Linked DNA regions of Mus musculus: regions 1, 2, 3 and 4 are each linked to region 5. The links are chromatin contacts, called in public promoter capture Hi-C maps. All regions are on one chromosome and are shown on one strand. Each heading gives the region's core, a stretch centred on a gene start, on an enhancer-like site or on the middle of the called end of the contact. The rest is flanking DNA. Distances are from core to core; before and after follow the strand shown. Region 1 holds the start of Actrt3 (actin related protein T3). Region 2 holds the start of Phc3 (polyhomeotic 3). Region 3 holds the start of Prkci (protein kinase C, iota). Region 4 holds the start of Sec62 (SEC62 homolog (S. cerevisiae)). Region 5 holds the start of Fxr1 (fragile X mental retardation gene 1, autosomal homolog).

Evidence for each region. Promoter capture Hi-C pulls out the DNA fragments that hold promoters and counts their contacts.
Region 1: a contact with region 5 is called in a promoter capture Hi-C map of pre-B cells, with 4 times the contacts expected there. The contact joins the promoter of Actrt3 here to the promoter of Fxr1 in region 5. A contact is called at or near these places in 2 of 39 promoter capture datasets (liver and pre-B cells) and 4 of 484 Hi-C or Micro-C datasets (B cells, CD4 T cells, Th1 cells and 1 more).
Region 2: a promoter capture Hi-C map of pre-B cells shows a contact between it and region 5. The contact joins the promoter of Phc3 here to the promoter of Fxr1 in region 5. A contact is called at or near these places in 1 of 39 promoter capture datasets (pre-B cells) and 1 of 9 other capture datasets (adipose tissue).
Region 3: a promoter capture Hi-C map of pre-B cells shows a contact between it and region 5. The contact joins the promoter of Prkci here to the promoter of Fxr1 in region 5. A contact is called at or near these places in 2 of 39 promoter capture datasets (liver and pre-B cells).
Region 4: a promoter capture Hi-C map of pre-B cells shows a contact between it and region 5. The contact joins the promoter of Sec62 here to the promoter of Fxr1 in region 5. A contact is called at or near these places in 1 of 39 promoter capture datasets (pre-B cells) and 1 of 484 Hi-C or Micro-C datasets (CD4 T cells).

What each region holds. Positions count from the first base shown.
Region 1 is chr3:30,598,539-30,601,238 of GRCm38.p6, reverse strand. Actrt3 (actin related protein T3) reads left to right here and starts at 1,369. Exons shown (of 2, transcript NM_029690.2): 1 at 1,369-1,583; 2 at 2,490-2,700. The coding sequence starts at 1,390.
Region 2 is chr3:30,968,100-30,970,799 of GRCm38.p6, reverse strand. It overlaps Phc3 (polyhomeotic 3), which reads left to right and starts at 1,385. Exons shown (of 15, transcript NM_001165954.1): 1 at 1,385-1,426. The coding sequence starts at 1,413.
Region 3 is chr3:30,994,321-30,997,076 of GRCm38.p6, reverse strand. Prkci (protein kinase C, iota) reads right to left here and starts at 1,306. Exons shown (of 18, transcript NM_008857.3): 1 at 992-1,306. The coding sequence starts at 1,092.
Region 4 is chr3:30,791,463-30,794,162 of GRCm38.p6, reverse strand. It overlaps Sec62 (SEC62 homolog (S. cerevisiae)), which reads right to left and starts at 1,287. Exons shown (of 8, transcript NM_027016.2): 1 at 780-1,287. The coding sequence starts at 815.
Region 5 is chr3:34,018,707-34,021,406 of GRCm38.p6, reverse strand. Fxr1 (fragile X mental retardation gene 1, autosomal homolog) reads right to left here and starts at 1,328. Exons shown (of 17, transcript NM_001113188.1): 1 at 1,244-1,328. The coding sequence starts at 1,294.

The DNA of each region.
Region 1 (2,700 bases), core at 120-2,619, 3.4 Mb after region 5:
TTATGTGATGTCGTCATATACGTTTCACACCTGTTTAAGGTTTATGCATTTTTCAATGAGGAGAGAGAAAAAATATTAACAAAGCACAGTTAACTTAACAGGCTGAGACTATTTAAAAGTTTGAACTTGTTTGCAATTTCTTTTTCTCCCTTCCTTCCTTTCATTCATTCTGTCTTTTTCTTGTTTTGCTAAGCCCGGCGGGTACACCACTAGAGACCAGCAGGCACACTTAGTTCCTGGCCGAATTTCATTTTTTTTCTCATTTTAGACAGGTTATGCTTTCCTCCAGCTGGGAAGCAGCGGCGCGCTGTAGCCAGGGCCTGTGATTTGGCGCAGTACAGTGCTTTGGCGGGTTTTGGTGGAAGCACGTGTAAATTACCCTTTTCCCCATCCTGCTTCGAAACCAAAGCTTCTATTTGTGTGCTGTTTTAAAGCCCCTAAAGGATGCGCGAAACCAGACACCAAGACGTTCATTTTTTGCTGCGCAGTGTACTTTCTTTTTCTGAACTGAACTTCATAATGATCTAAGGCATTTATATTCTTACCAAATGGCAGACATGTTCTTATTCCTAAAACATCAACCTCAGGAAATGAAAATTAGCTTCGGAGGACCTAGAGATATAATCCAGAAGATGAAGAAAAGGATGAAATAAGGGGGGAAGGAGGGGGGGGAAGAGGGAGGGAGGGAGGGAGGGAGGGAGGGAGAGAGAGAGAGAGAGAGAGAGAGAGAGAGAGAGAGAGAGAAATGAACGGAGAAAAGAAAAGGGGAAGGAGGGGAGCCGAGCATCCCAGAACTCAGAGCCTGAAGAGGGGAATTCCGCTGAGTTCGAGGGCAGCCTGTGCTAAAATGCACCATCTTACAAAACCCAAAAGGTTTTGCCTTTTTGTGTATATCTTTAGAAAGGACAGGAAAGATGTAACGTTGTTTACTTTACTATACAGAACATAAACTCGTTTCACACCCCAGCACTCCCTGAAATTGATCCTTACAGAAGCCAGGCAGAGCCTTCCTGTAGCGATATTTCCAAGGCCGGTGTTAAGGGTCTTCCTCCAGCTTCCCACTCGCCCTGGAACACTACTGTTAACCACAGTGCAAGGACTTAAGAGAATTTTTTTTTAATAGACATTCAGCGTGTTTGAGAAAGGTTCTTGCAAATTGTTAGATTTCTATGTTTTGCAAGGGTAGCCCGGTTTTCTGGTATTAATGCTGAGAGCTTCCAGGAGCAGCGGTGATGCTCAACCCATGGAAAGCGGTCGCAGGAGGCACCTCACTCATGTCATGCGGGCCAGCAGATGGCCGGGTCCTCTGTGACGCGACATTACCAACACCTGTCACCGCACAGCCTGGGAAGAGCGGTCTGGAGGCGCAGATGCAGCAGCACCAGCGGCATGAGCGGCTACCAGCCACCAGTGGTGATCGACAACGGCTCGGGAATGATCAAGGCGGGCCTGGCTGGGACCCGGGAGCCCCAGTTTGTCTACCCGAATATTCTGGGCCGGTCCAAGGGCCATACGGCGGACAGCAGGCAGGAGCTGTGTGTGGGTGATCAAGCGCAGGAGCGCAGGAGCTTCCTATCCATCAGGTACTGCGGGACTCTGCAGTCTTGGGGGCTTTGTGGAAGTGGGTGGAGAGCCCATAGCTAAAGCCACCCCGAAAGGACCAGGGAAGGAACCCCAAGGCCACTCCTTACAAAAAACAAAAACAAAAACCCAAAACAAACAAACAAACAAAAACTTCTGTTCTCTATACACAAATATATTCAAGCATACAGTGGCCGTTCATGCTAGATGTGCCTGCGTAAGAATGTGGCTTGACGTGTGACTTTTGTCATGCGGTGTGGTCTCTTGAACTATTTACAATTATACCAGAATGTGGGAAGTTTCCAACTTTTTGAAGTCACATTCTCCAAAGAAGAGAAAAAAATAGCCAAGCAAAATGACTGCAGAGAAAAGTAGCTGTGCTGTTTACTGGAAGTTACTTTGTCAATTACAGAAAACAATAATGATAAATAGTCCCCTTGGATGCAAAGGAACAGAAAGGTAGAATTAACAGTTTCTATTTAAGAATGGTAGCCTTCACCTTCAATCGGGTAAAGGCAGGGGAGTCTGTGCATTCCAAGCCATCTTGGTTTGCATACTGAGTTTGTTTTATTTGTCTGTCTGTCTGTCTGTCTGTCTGTCTGTCTGTCTGTTTATTTGATGTAGAGTTTCTCTGTGTAACCCTGGCTATCCTAAAACTAGTTCTATTGTTTGGACTGGCCTGAAATCGTAGATCTGCCTGTCTCTGCCTCCTGAGTGCTGGAGGCAAGTGTCATGGGTTCTAAGCTAGCCAGCACAACATAATGAGATTCTGTCTCAAAACAAGAACTATCAAATAATAATAATAATAGTAATAGTAATAATAATAATAATTTAAGCCAAATCTAAAACCACCATTAGCAACAACCATAAAAGCACAAGACTTATATATTTTATTGTCCTCCCTCCAGCTATCCAGTGGAACGGGGTCTCATTTCCTCCTGGGGGGACATGGAGATCATGTGGAAGCATATCTATGACTACAACCTGAACCTGAACGCCAGTGATGGCCCGGTCTTGGTTACAGAACCTGCGCTGAATCCACTGGCAGACCGGCAACACATCTCCGAAGTGTTTTTTGAGAATCTGGGAGTCCCTGCCTTCTACATGTCCGCCCAGGCG
Region 2 (2,700 bases), core at 136-2,635, 3.1 Mb after region 5:
TGAACGGTGATATAGAAGTGTAAGCCAAATAAACTCGTTCTCCCATGACCTGCTTTGGGGATGGTGTTTCATCACAGCAATGGAACCCTGAGACACTGAGATTAGTGCACTTCATCTCAGGAAATAGGAGACACTGTTTACGATCACTATGCTTCTTTCTCAGTCAAGAGCAACAGAGATTTGCTTATTTCTTGGATCTATGAAGCAAAGTCACACTGTGTATGTATGTCTACAAAATCCACTTTTCAGACTATTTTGGATACATATTTTTAATGTTTTATAGTTGTAGTTAATTTTTCTTCTTTCTTTCTTTCTTTCTTTCTTTTTTTTAAACACAGTCTTACATATCCCAGGCTAGCCTTAAAATTTCTGTTAGACCCGAGGTGGGGAAAAACATTTCCACAACTGTCTGATTAAGCAAGCTATACTTAGACTGGCTAAAGGCTGCCTCATCCAAGTTCAGGTTTCAGAAAGCAGCCCCTCACTGGCTTTTGAGGTCTCTGTTGTGGGGCAAGGATTAGGGTTGATAGATTACAGCTGTTGAGAGCGTTGGCTGTTAGCACCAGGACAGAAGAATGGGGGGACTCAGGGCTCAAGGCCGGCTGTGAGGTATACAAGGGTAAGACACTATATGGAAGGGGAGTCATCAGAGATGTTCAGGAGTTTAGCAAGGCAAAGGAGTATACATCATGGGGTTACAAATTCAGCAGAGGTTAAAAAGCATGGTTTTCAGGATATCTTAGGTTCAGGAAACAGAAGCTTACCCTTGCAAGGTATGGGGACACCATCCCCAAAGCAGGACATGAGGGAAAGGGTTTATTTGGCTTACACTTCTATAGCACCGTTCATCACCAAAGGAAATCAGAACAGGAACTCAAGTAGGGCAGGAACCTGGAAACAGGAGCTGATGCAGAGGCTGATGCAGAGGCTGTGGAGGGCTGCTGCTTGTTCAGTCTGCTTTCTTATAGAACCAGGATCATGGGGTTTCTGTTTTACATTATATAGTCTAGGATGACTTTGAATTTTTATTCAAAACAACACTTTCTAAGGGCCTAGCCATGTCTGGTTTATGTGGGGCTGGGTATTGAACCTAAGACTTGATGCACGTTTCTGAAAGTATTCTAGCAACTTCTACATTTCCAGCGCTAAGCAGAACTTTTTCTATATTCGTCGCAGACCCCGGGCTAAGACAAAGATTCTGAGCCATAGAAATAGAGGGTGTCTGGGAAGGACCACTTAGGGAAACACAGGCCACCTCACAGAGAGAGTTGAGGTGGGAGGGAGCCTGGCAGTCGCTGGCCTCACGTGACCTCTGCGCCCCCCGCCCCCCAGATCCCGCCCCTCGGCTCTTGGCTCTTGCAGGGGGAAAAGGAGGCGCATGCGCACTTCGTGTTAGTGATGGAGGAGAGAAGATGGCGGAAGCGGAGTGAGTGACTTGCTGGTGACTGATGTCGTAACCGGGGGGCGAGTGAGGGCTGCGACACGTTCCCCCGAGGCAGCTCTTGGGGCTCCGAGGCTGGCGGTGCAGGGCGGAGGCGAGGCGGGAGCCACGGCGTGGTGGAGAAGCCCGACTGTGGGAGGAGGATGGCAGGTCCAGCCAGCCTCCCCTCGGGAGTGCGTGCTGCGCCGTGCGGTCCCGGGGCTGTGTGGTCCTAAGCGCACAGCTACCCGGGGGACCCTAGTCTCCGGGCTCTCCCGGGACGCGAGCCCTGCGGCGCTCGGCCGGGGCTGTCATTCCAGCCGCGGTCCCCGCCGAGGTGTGTCCGGCTGGGCAGGCGCCGCCGGGCCTCCGCGCTGGCTCCTGCGGGCCCGTAGCCGTCTGTCTGTCCGTCCGTCCGTCCGTCCGTGCGGCGGGGGCGCGGGGAGGCGCAGGGAGGCGTCCGGACAGCGGCTGCGGCCCACGGCCGAGGCTCCCCACCTCCCCGGCCTTTCCTTGCAGTCCCCCTCCGGGCTCGGGCTGCGGCGGCGAGCCTCCCTCCCTGGAGGGCCGCATTCTTGGGTAGCGCTGTGATGCTATGCTCAGTTGGCGACTTGAAACTTCAGGTTCCCGGGTAGGCCTCTGGAGTGCCAGAGCTGAACGCGGCAAGTATTTCCGTGCCAAGCCCGTGCGCTCCCCGAAAGTGTTCTTTTGTACCAGGCCTCGAAATGTAAAGCGATGGTTTGCCCAGTTGCACACATCCAATGTTTAGAATTACTGTCTAGGTTCCCTGACCATTTTTGGTTCGTCAGAACTCACTGTCTTCTTCGCCCGCCTTTGGGCTTTGAGAGCACAGCTGAGCAGAATAAGACTTTGAAAGGCCAGGGTTTACGGTGGTGGCTTGGATGCCATTGGTCCCGGTGCCAAAGTGTTTTGACACGCAGTAGTTTCAAGATTTTACCTTACTGCTGATTGAGTGTAGTATTGAGCAGGTGCCATATGATACTGTGGTTTGCTGATTGGAAGGAAATGAACAGCAGAACGTCTAAAAATGTGATTCAGCTCCCACTAAAAGAAGTTAGCAGCCCCATCTGTTTTTCCTTTCACCTTACTTTCTCCCTTGTATATTGGAGCTGTTAATACAGCCTATGGTGGCTGGAGACTCCTGAGTCTCATTGAGGCCAGCCTGAGCTACGTAGTGACACCCTATTTTGTTTTGATTTTTAAGAAAGAGAAGTAAATGTTCTTGTTACAGGCTTGTCGACGGTGGGAATGCCAGCCGG
Region 3 (2,756 bases), core at 57-2,556, 3.0 Mb after region 5:
CTGCAAATTCTACGAATTAGTCCCAAATCAGTCAATGTCAGAGGCTGGAAGATAACACACAAATCTAAGGCCTTACATGTACACATTAAGACATGTGCAGCTTCAGTTCTCTTGAAAGGAAAACAAGAAAGAACCGGGAAGGTCTGCTATCTTCACTGATCCCCTCAGGAATGTGAAAGCACGCACAGCTCTTTTAACCTTGTAGCACTTGAAGCTTTTAAAAGCAATTTATTTCTGCCTAGACAAGCAGAGAGGTCTTCTGTTAATCCCTGCTCTCCAGTCTTTATGCTCACGCTGGCCTTTCACCTCAGCAGAGATCCTAAATTATCTCAAACCACACACTGAAGTCAAAGGAGAGGAAGAACTTTATGATAAGTCACGATAGAAAATGATTTGGGCTATGCTCAGAACTGGATTACTTTTGGCAGAGACATTAGTTTAAACGTTTGGTAATCAAGTGGGGTAAAGATCGTTTCTAGAATTTAAAGCCTTGGCTTCTCACCTTTCGATAGCTCACCCTAACTTCCAAAATGTGGGTCAGCACATTTGCACCTTAATTCTGACCACCCAGGATCCAGTGCACATCCTATTAAAAAGTATCGACTTTGGTACTAACTCTAACACCTATAGCGGCTCTCTGACCATAGTCCAGACTTATTTCATGAACTCTCCCACGGCGAAGGATAGATGTAAACCTGATTTATAAGACGGAGGCTTCAGGCCTGTCTGCAATGAAAGGAGCCACCTAACGAAGCAGTCCAGGCTTGCGTGCCCACAGTAGTGAGTGAACAGAGGCTTCCCTCGAAATCTTCAATCCACCCAGTCCCGAAACAGTTGCAAATTTCTCCGTCAGCTGATTTGTCCTCCCCTCCGGTTGCGCCCACTCTCCTCCGCCGACTCCTGGCGACCTACACTCATACGTCCAGGGTGCCACCAACCGCACCTCTCGCCGCCCCCACGATCGCTCGGGTCCCTGACCGCCAACACTCACCCGCGGTAGTAGGCTTTCACCCGGACCTGGTGGGAATGGTCCCCGCCGCCGCCGCACGCGACCGTGTGGGACATGGTGCTGCTGTCCCTCTGGGTCGGCATCTCCTCACTCCCCCGCCTCGCCGCAGGAGGCCGAGGGGGCCGGGGCAGCGCCGGGCGCCGCGAGGGTCTCGGCCTCCCGAGCCTGTCGGGAAGCCGTGGCCGCCCGCCTCGCCGACCAACACGCCTAGCCCGCGGCGCGGAGCGAGCAAGGGGTCGCTTCGCCGCCAAGCCCGAGCCCCAGCGCTCCTCCCTCCGCCCGGCACAACACGCCTCCCGCCGCGGCTCCTCCCACCACGCTCGCTCCCAAGGCCGCATTCCGCGGCAGGGCGGGCTCAGGAGTCGCGGAGCCCCGGCGCTCTCATCCTCACGGGGGGGAGAAGAGGCTAGCAGAGGGAACAGAACCCACCAGCCTACTAACAGACGCTCTGAAATGGGAATATACTTGGATATTAATATAAGTAATTGTAAACCACGCCTTTAAATGGAAGGATTTCTACAAAACAACCTACAGAGCACCCACGCTCAAGGTTGCTTCCCCTATTTCTTCTATTTAGTCTCGTCCCAGCTAGCCCGCCACGCTTCCGGAATGTATTTGCTGCGCGGGATTCTGGGATTTGGAGTCCCGGTGGGATTCTGGGACTTGTTCCTTAAGTGTAGAGTGCCGCGTTTTCGATCTTGTGCTTCCCGGGAGTTGTAGGCATGGAAGTCCTGAAAACCGCTTGAGTATCTGAGGGCACTGGAAAGATGGCTTCGTCAAGATGTAGAATCTCCTTCCAATTAAATTCTCCATGTCAATTTCATTGATCATTGAAATTAAACAGTTCCCTTTTGGGGGAACAAGATTTGATTACCTGCTCAGCAAATCCTTTTCGGGGAGAATTTAATAATGTAGGTAGCAAAAGCATTAGTGAATGCAACGAAAGAAGAAACTCAATTGGGAGATACCACAGGAGAGAGACTTCTTCAAGGCCCTCAACCCGTGAATATTGCCATTCTATAGAAGAAAGTGCCCAGTGAATACTTAACTAGTGTGTCAGTTCATTAGCATTTATTTTACTTACACTAGTCTGGTCGAGAATTAGAAAAAAAAATCTGTCCGTGTAACTTACTTTCGGACTTCCTCAGATCTTGCCTGTATCACTTACTCTACCCTTAAGGTAGCTTGAATCTAGCCACCAGGTCAGCTCAGATAGCAACATGTGCAAATTGTTGAAATAAGCAAAGATATGGCTTTCTTTTTGTTATTGTTTGTTTGTTTTTGGTTGGTAAGAGGTTTTCTCTCTGTAGCTGTCCTTGAACTCATTCTGTCAGGCTAGACTCAAACTCAGAGATTCGCCTGCTAGTGCCTCCTGGGTCCTATTAAGGGCATGTGTCACCACTACCCAGCAGCTTTCTTTATAATCATACATTAGATTTGGTTGCTTGCTTTATCAGAGCTACTATGTGTGACACTTAGCTTGGTACTAGCTTCATCCAACGTCCACAAATTTGGAGTATATGAAAATTTCCACTAAATAACTTTTTTTTTTTTAACAATTAGAGGCTGCATCATCACGTTAAATATGGATTGATTGCTGATGGTCATTTTTTTTAATTATTATTTTATGTATGAGCACCACACACCGCCTGGTTCCTGCAGAGGTCAGAAAGGGGTGCCAGATACACTGGAACTGGAGTTTCAGATAGTTGTGCTGGGAATCAAACCCAGGTTCCCAGGAGGAACA
Region 4 (2,700 bases), core at 38-2,537, 3.2 Mb after region 5:
CTTTGGTTTCTGAGTGAGCTCTTGAGGCGCTCACATCCATGTTTAAGGTGCATCGAACAAAGGACACCCAACAGGGCGAAAACTGCGGGGAAGAGATGCTCAGGTGACATTCATAAGGGATGAGGGAGGCACAGTATGTAGGGCGTGAGGCTGACAAGCTGGCATGTGGAAGGTTTCTGGGTGCCACCAGCCCATTGCAGCACTGACCGGGCAGGGTTTGTTTACATCGTGTCGCCTGGAAGAAAGCCGGCAAGGTTCAAGCCCGGCTATTCGGTTAAAAGAGCCATTGGGAGGGGAATGGAGGGCACACGCCGCTTAACATCTGGAAGGAGCCCTGGGGCCGGGCGGCCCGGGGCCAGCTGACCGACCGACCGTCTGCAAGCACAAAGAACCGGCGGCGGTGCCGCAGGTCAGCCCTCCTTCCACCCCAGCTACCGTGGCCTTAATATCGGGACGCCAGGGAGACACGGAGGAGGGAGGGAGGCCGGCCGGCGCCTGGCGTCCGCGCTCCCCGCGCAGGCCCGAGCCCTCCGCCGCAGGAACGCGGGGCCGGACGCGGGATTCGAGCGCCGCGCCTCCCTCCCTCCTTCCTTCCCCGGACGCACCACAGAGCCCTCGGCCGAGCGGCCGCTAACACCGTCCCGCCTCGAGACCATCCCGGCGCCGCGACCCCGCGGAGACGGCCTCCGGGCGTCCGGCCGCTCGGGACGTCTCCCCCTGTCCCTCCTCGTCCCAGCGCGCCCGAGCCCGTCCCCGGTCCCACGGCCCCGCCGAGCTACCTGGATCCGCTTCTTGTGTCGCCTGCGTTCCGCCATGTTGGCCGCTCCGCCCGGTTCCTTCTGACGTGGAGCGAGTCGGGGAGGGGGCGGCTGAGATCTCGCGAGAGCGCGGCGGCTCGCGGCCCGTTATGTAACCCGCCGCGGGCTCTGGGCTGGGGGCGGCCTCCGTGGTCTTCCCGCCGTCCGTGCGGTGGCGGACGACGCGGGCTGCTTCTGCTTCTGGTCCCGGAGGCCGGCGCCACGTGAGTCAGAGCGCTGGAGGCTGGCAAGTCGCGTCGGCTCTCAGCCCTGACTGAACGCCCGAGTCACCTGGCTGGCGTGTAAACACAGATCCCCGGGCCCCGCCCCTCAGAGTCGCTGACGCCGCCGGGACCACCGGGGCGCACAGCGTCACCTGTGGCGCTTCCTGCCCCAGCGAGCCCCGTGGCACCCCACTTCAGTCCCGCCAAGTTCCCCTTAAAAGGTGGAAAACAACTTCAGAGTCTGACTCCATTAAACACAGCTCGTCCCCAAAGCCTTGGAATGTCCGCTCCTCACGTGACACCTCACAACCCATCCTTAGACTCCAGAAGGCTGGATGAGCCCAGGGAAGTTAAGGTGGAAAGGAGCAAGACTAGTTGGGATGCAGTAGACTGCAGGCCACTTCTATATGACTATTCTGACGACCTGCTATATGACTATTATTCCAGAACTTTCTAGACCAAAGACATGGGTAGTTAAGTGCTTAGGTACAAGTTCTGATGACATTGTGGCTGTAAGAAAGTTGAAAAAATGCAGAAAAGATAAAACCAATAAAGTTTAATTCTATCCCTTGAGTCAGTTAATCATTTTAAATTTCTTTTGTCCTTTATATCCACTTTGCGTGTACATGGGATGTGTGTGTATGTTGAATTTATAAGTCTTCTCTGTTCCCCCCCAAACATCATGGAACCTGGTAGCCTGTTTGTTGTTGTGGTTTTTTTTTTCAGTTTTGCATTGTAAACTTAATTTCAAAATCCTTAAAGTTTTCTATTTCATATATCTGACATAATAATATGTAGTTGAAGCAAAGCTCAGTACTTTGATGCCTGATCATTTATATACTAAGATAGCTGAAGGTTGGTGGTTTTTGTTTTTAACTATGCAATTCTACTCTCAAGAGATCTGTAATTTGGCTCTGCTGTCAGGAAGCAGGGGAGAACTAATAATTCTTACGTATTAACACAAAACTTGGAACATACAATATCTTGTTTTCTCTAGCCTTTCCTACCCAGATGATTGTCAGGACAAGCTAATAGCTAGCAGATGATCTCCCTGAGATTGTGTGCCTCAGATTAACATAATCCGTGACAGATTTGCTCCCATAGGCAAAGCCCAGGAGAAAATAATTTTAGGAAAGATTCCTACTATTAATATGCTTCTCCTGTTATTATTAAACATATATAACAATCACTAGGTATTAGCCTACCTCTTTGAGCAGATCTCTGCAGTTGCAGATCTACAGAGATGTACTGTCTTGTAGGGATGCTATATAGACAAATGGATGACTTAATTCTTAATGATGATCCTGTAAGGATTCCTAAAATTGTACCAGTATGTATTAAGCTGTCAAAACTGCAATGAGAACTCTGCCAGTCTCTGTCACCAGTTAATTGCCTCTACTACTCAGAGCACATTCCAAAAGGTTGTAAAACCATTAACCAAAAGTCATAAAAAGGGAACTACGATTATATTATAGGTGCTAGGACAGAAGATACAATGTTGACTGGGTTTATCTATACAAAACTTCACTAGTAACTTGGTTATGTTTTTTAACTCTCTGTGACCCTGTAGAGTTGTGACAGGGGATGAATGTTTAGCCAGGTAATTACTCCTAATGGATATACATGTAAACATTCTCTGCTGTAAACTTCTATTTCAATTTATGATTTGAATTTATGAG
Region 5 (2,700 bases), core at 79-2,578:
CAATGAGCTACTGCCTATATTATTACCACGTGACAAATCACCTCCATACAGCTAATAAGCAAGCTAGAAAGGGAAAAGCAAAACACTGAAAAATTAGGAAATCGTTAATACCAAATAAAATCCTCTGGAATAAAGGAGCCATTGAAATGAAAACCTGTGAGAAACCATTTTAAGTACATACAATACTCATGTACTAGAAGAGAGCCTTCATAAAAATAGCCAAGACTCTCAAACATCTGAGATGCTGGCTTGGAGAATGACTGACAGACAACAGCTGAGAAGGTTTTGTGTTGATTTGTTAAGATTCTCGCACACTTTGGGGAGAAAAAAAAATAAGGAGAAGGGGCCGTTACTATGGAAAAACTGTTCAGCCTTCGTGTTCTGCTTGGTGCCCCCTCCCCCTTTTCCAATAGAAGCAAGCGCCTTACAAATTCCTCCACTCTAGAATCCTCCCTCTGTCTCCGAGGCCAGCCTCCACGGCAATGCATGGCCTCTTCTCAAAGGAAACAAAAAGAACCTCGTGGAAGAGGACTTAAAAAGCAAAAACAAAAAACAAAAAACCCACCTTCCCAGGGGCTGGGAAGACACGCGTCCCTCCCACCTGCCGCCTGGCCTCGGGTCACCTTTGAACCCTTCCTTCGGAATTCGCATTTCTCCCGGGCCGAGGGGCGAAGGGGCCGCCCGCTCCCCAGGCCGCGGCCACCAGGGCCCGCCGCCCGTCCGGGTTTCCACGCGGGCGGGCGGGCGCCGTGGGTTCGCAGGGCCCCCGGGGCAGCACAAGCCGGGGTAGGCCGGGGAGTCAGCCATTCATGCCGCGGGCGGGAGGGCGGGCGGGCGGAGAGGAGCCTGGCGGGCCCGGCCGCCGCCGCGGGGTCGCAGTGAGCTGCCCGCCTCAGTCCGTCCCTCAGTCCGCCCGTCCGCGCCCCCCACCCCGCCAGGCCTCGGCGGCGCGCCCGCACCACAGCCCGCCGCTCCAGCCCGCCCGCCCGCCCGCGTCCCGGAGGCCTCGACCCAGGACGCTCCGGGACAGGAGGCAAGCCAGCACCCGCCGCCTTGTTTCCAAACATAACGGAGCCTGGGCCCCGAGACCGTTAAACCGCGCCGAGGGCAGAGGCCAGCAGCACGGCCCAGCTGCCTCCCCCGCCACCACCTGACACCTCTCCTCGGCCCCCGGGGTCCCCGGCGCCCCTTGACCCCGCTCCCAGTGCCCAGCTCCCATCCCCGGCCGCCCCGCGGCCCGTACCTTGTAGAAAGCCCCGTTGGAGCCGCGAACCTCCACCGTCAGCTCCGCCATGTTGGAACCGCAAAGGCTGCTGGGAAGAGATTCTAGAAACTTTCCAACGCGAGGGGAGGAGGGGGGAGGGGCGAGCGTCGCGGGGGAGGGGCGGGCGGGCGGGAGGGCGGGACGCTCCCGGCCCGCTCCCGGGCTCTCCGCTAGCGGCGCCGCTCTGCGCGGGTCCTTGGGCGGCTACCCAGCGGCAGGCCGGTCCGCCCACGCCCACGCCCGCGCGGCCCGCCTCGCGCACAATGAGTGAGGCGGACCCGCCCGGCGCGCCACCCTCGCCCCAGGATCCGCGCGGCCGGCGACGCTCCCTACGGGCTCTTCCCGTCAGGAAGCGCGGCCTGGCGGGCGCTCGGGCTCGGCCAGAGCGCATGGCCGGCCGACACTCTCAGGTTTGCCCTCATGGAGCCTTCCCTCTGGAGCCTCGGGCCGTCCCCTTGAAGAGCCTTTCCCAGGACGAACCCGGGACTCGGGGCTTCCCCCGAGCCTCACGCAGTTCTCAGGCCTCGCCTCGCGCGAAGGCAGCTCACTCACCTGTCACCGACCGAGCACGGTTACCTTAATACGTTATTAAAGGCTCGGGAAACCTAGGCTAATTTTGTGGGGGGATCCTGTTTGAGACACAGTTCTCTACCCCTGGGTGGCCTTGAACCCACAGAACTGCTTCTGCCTCTGGCCATCGGAGTGCTGGCATTACTTTTAAAAAATTTTAAACAATGGGAAAGTGTATTCCTCCCACCCCTGATAGGTTACACGTGGGAAGTTTTGCAAAGAGGATCCAAGAACCTATTGGGTTTTGTGTTGTGTGACTTTACCAGAAACGCCACCAGTTCTAGAAGCTTTGTGGCACTCATACTTAGTTTGATAAGTTAATGCCAACTTCTGAAAGCAAGGCTTTTGGAAATAGTACTTAAAAGAATTCATTTGTATGTGCATCTTTACATAACTTTTCAGCGACGCATGATGTATTTGTCTTTCCTTTATTTGGAGCTCAAATTGACCACCCTGCCTCCCACCTCCAGGTGCCAGTTGGGCTAACAGGCTCAGTTCCCCCACGGTTACCTGTTACTCTGAGACAAGTCTCACTAAGCAGTCCAAGATGGCCTTCGATTTACCTCCCATTCTCTTGTCTTAGCCTCCAGAGTGCTGGCTTTACTGGTGTGAGCTCCTGGCCCCTAGCAACCTGGTTTGTATAAAGTACATTTTCTTTATACAAGATTAGCCCTTTTAAAAATGTACAGTTCAGCGTCTATCACCAGGATCAGTATAAAACATTTTCATCACAAACAACAATAAATAAGTAAAAATAAAAAGCACTTGTGCTTGTTGCTGTTCCCCAATTCTCCTGAATTCCCTGGATTCTAGGAAACTGCCCATGTGTTTTCTATGTAGAGATTTGCCTAGCTCGATCTCACATA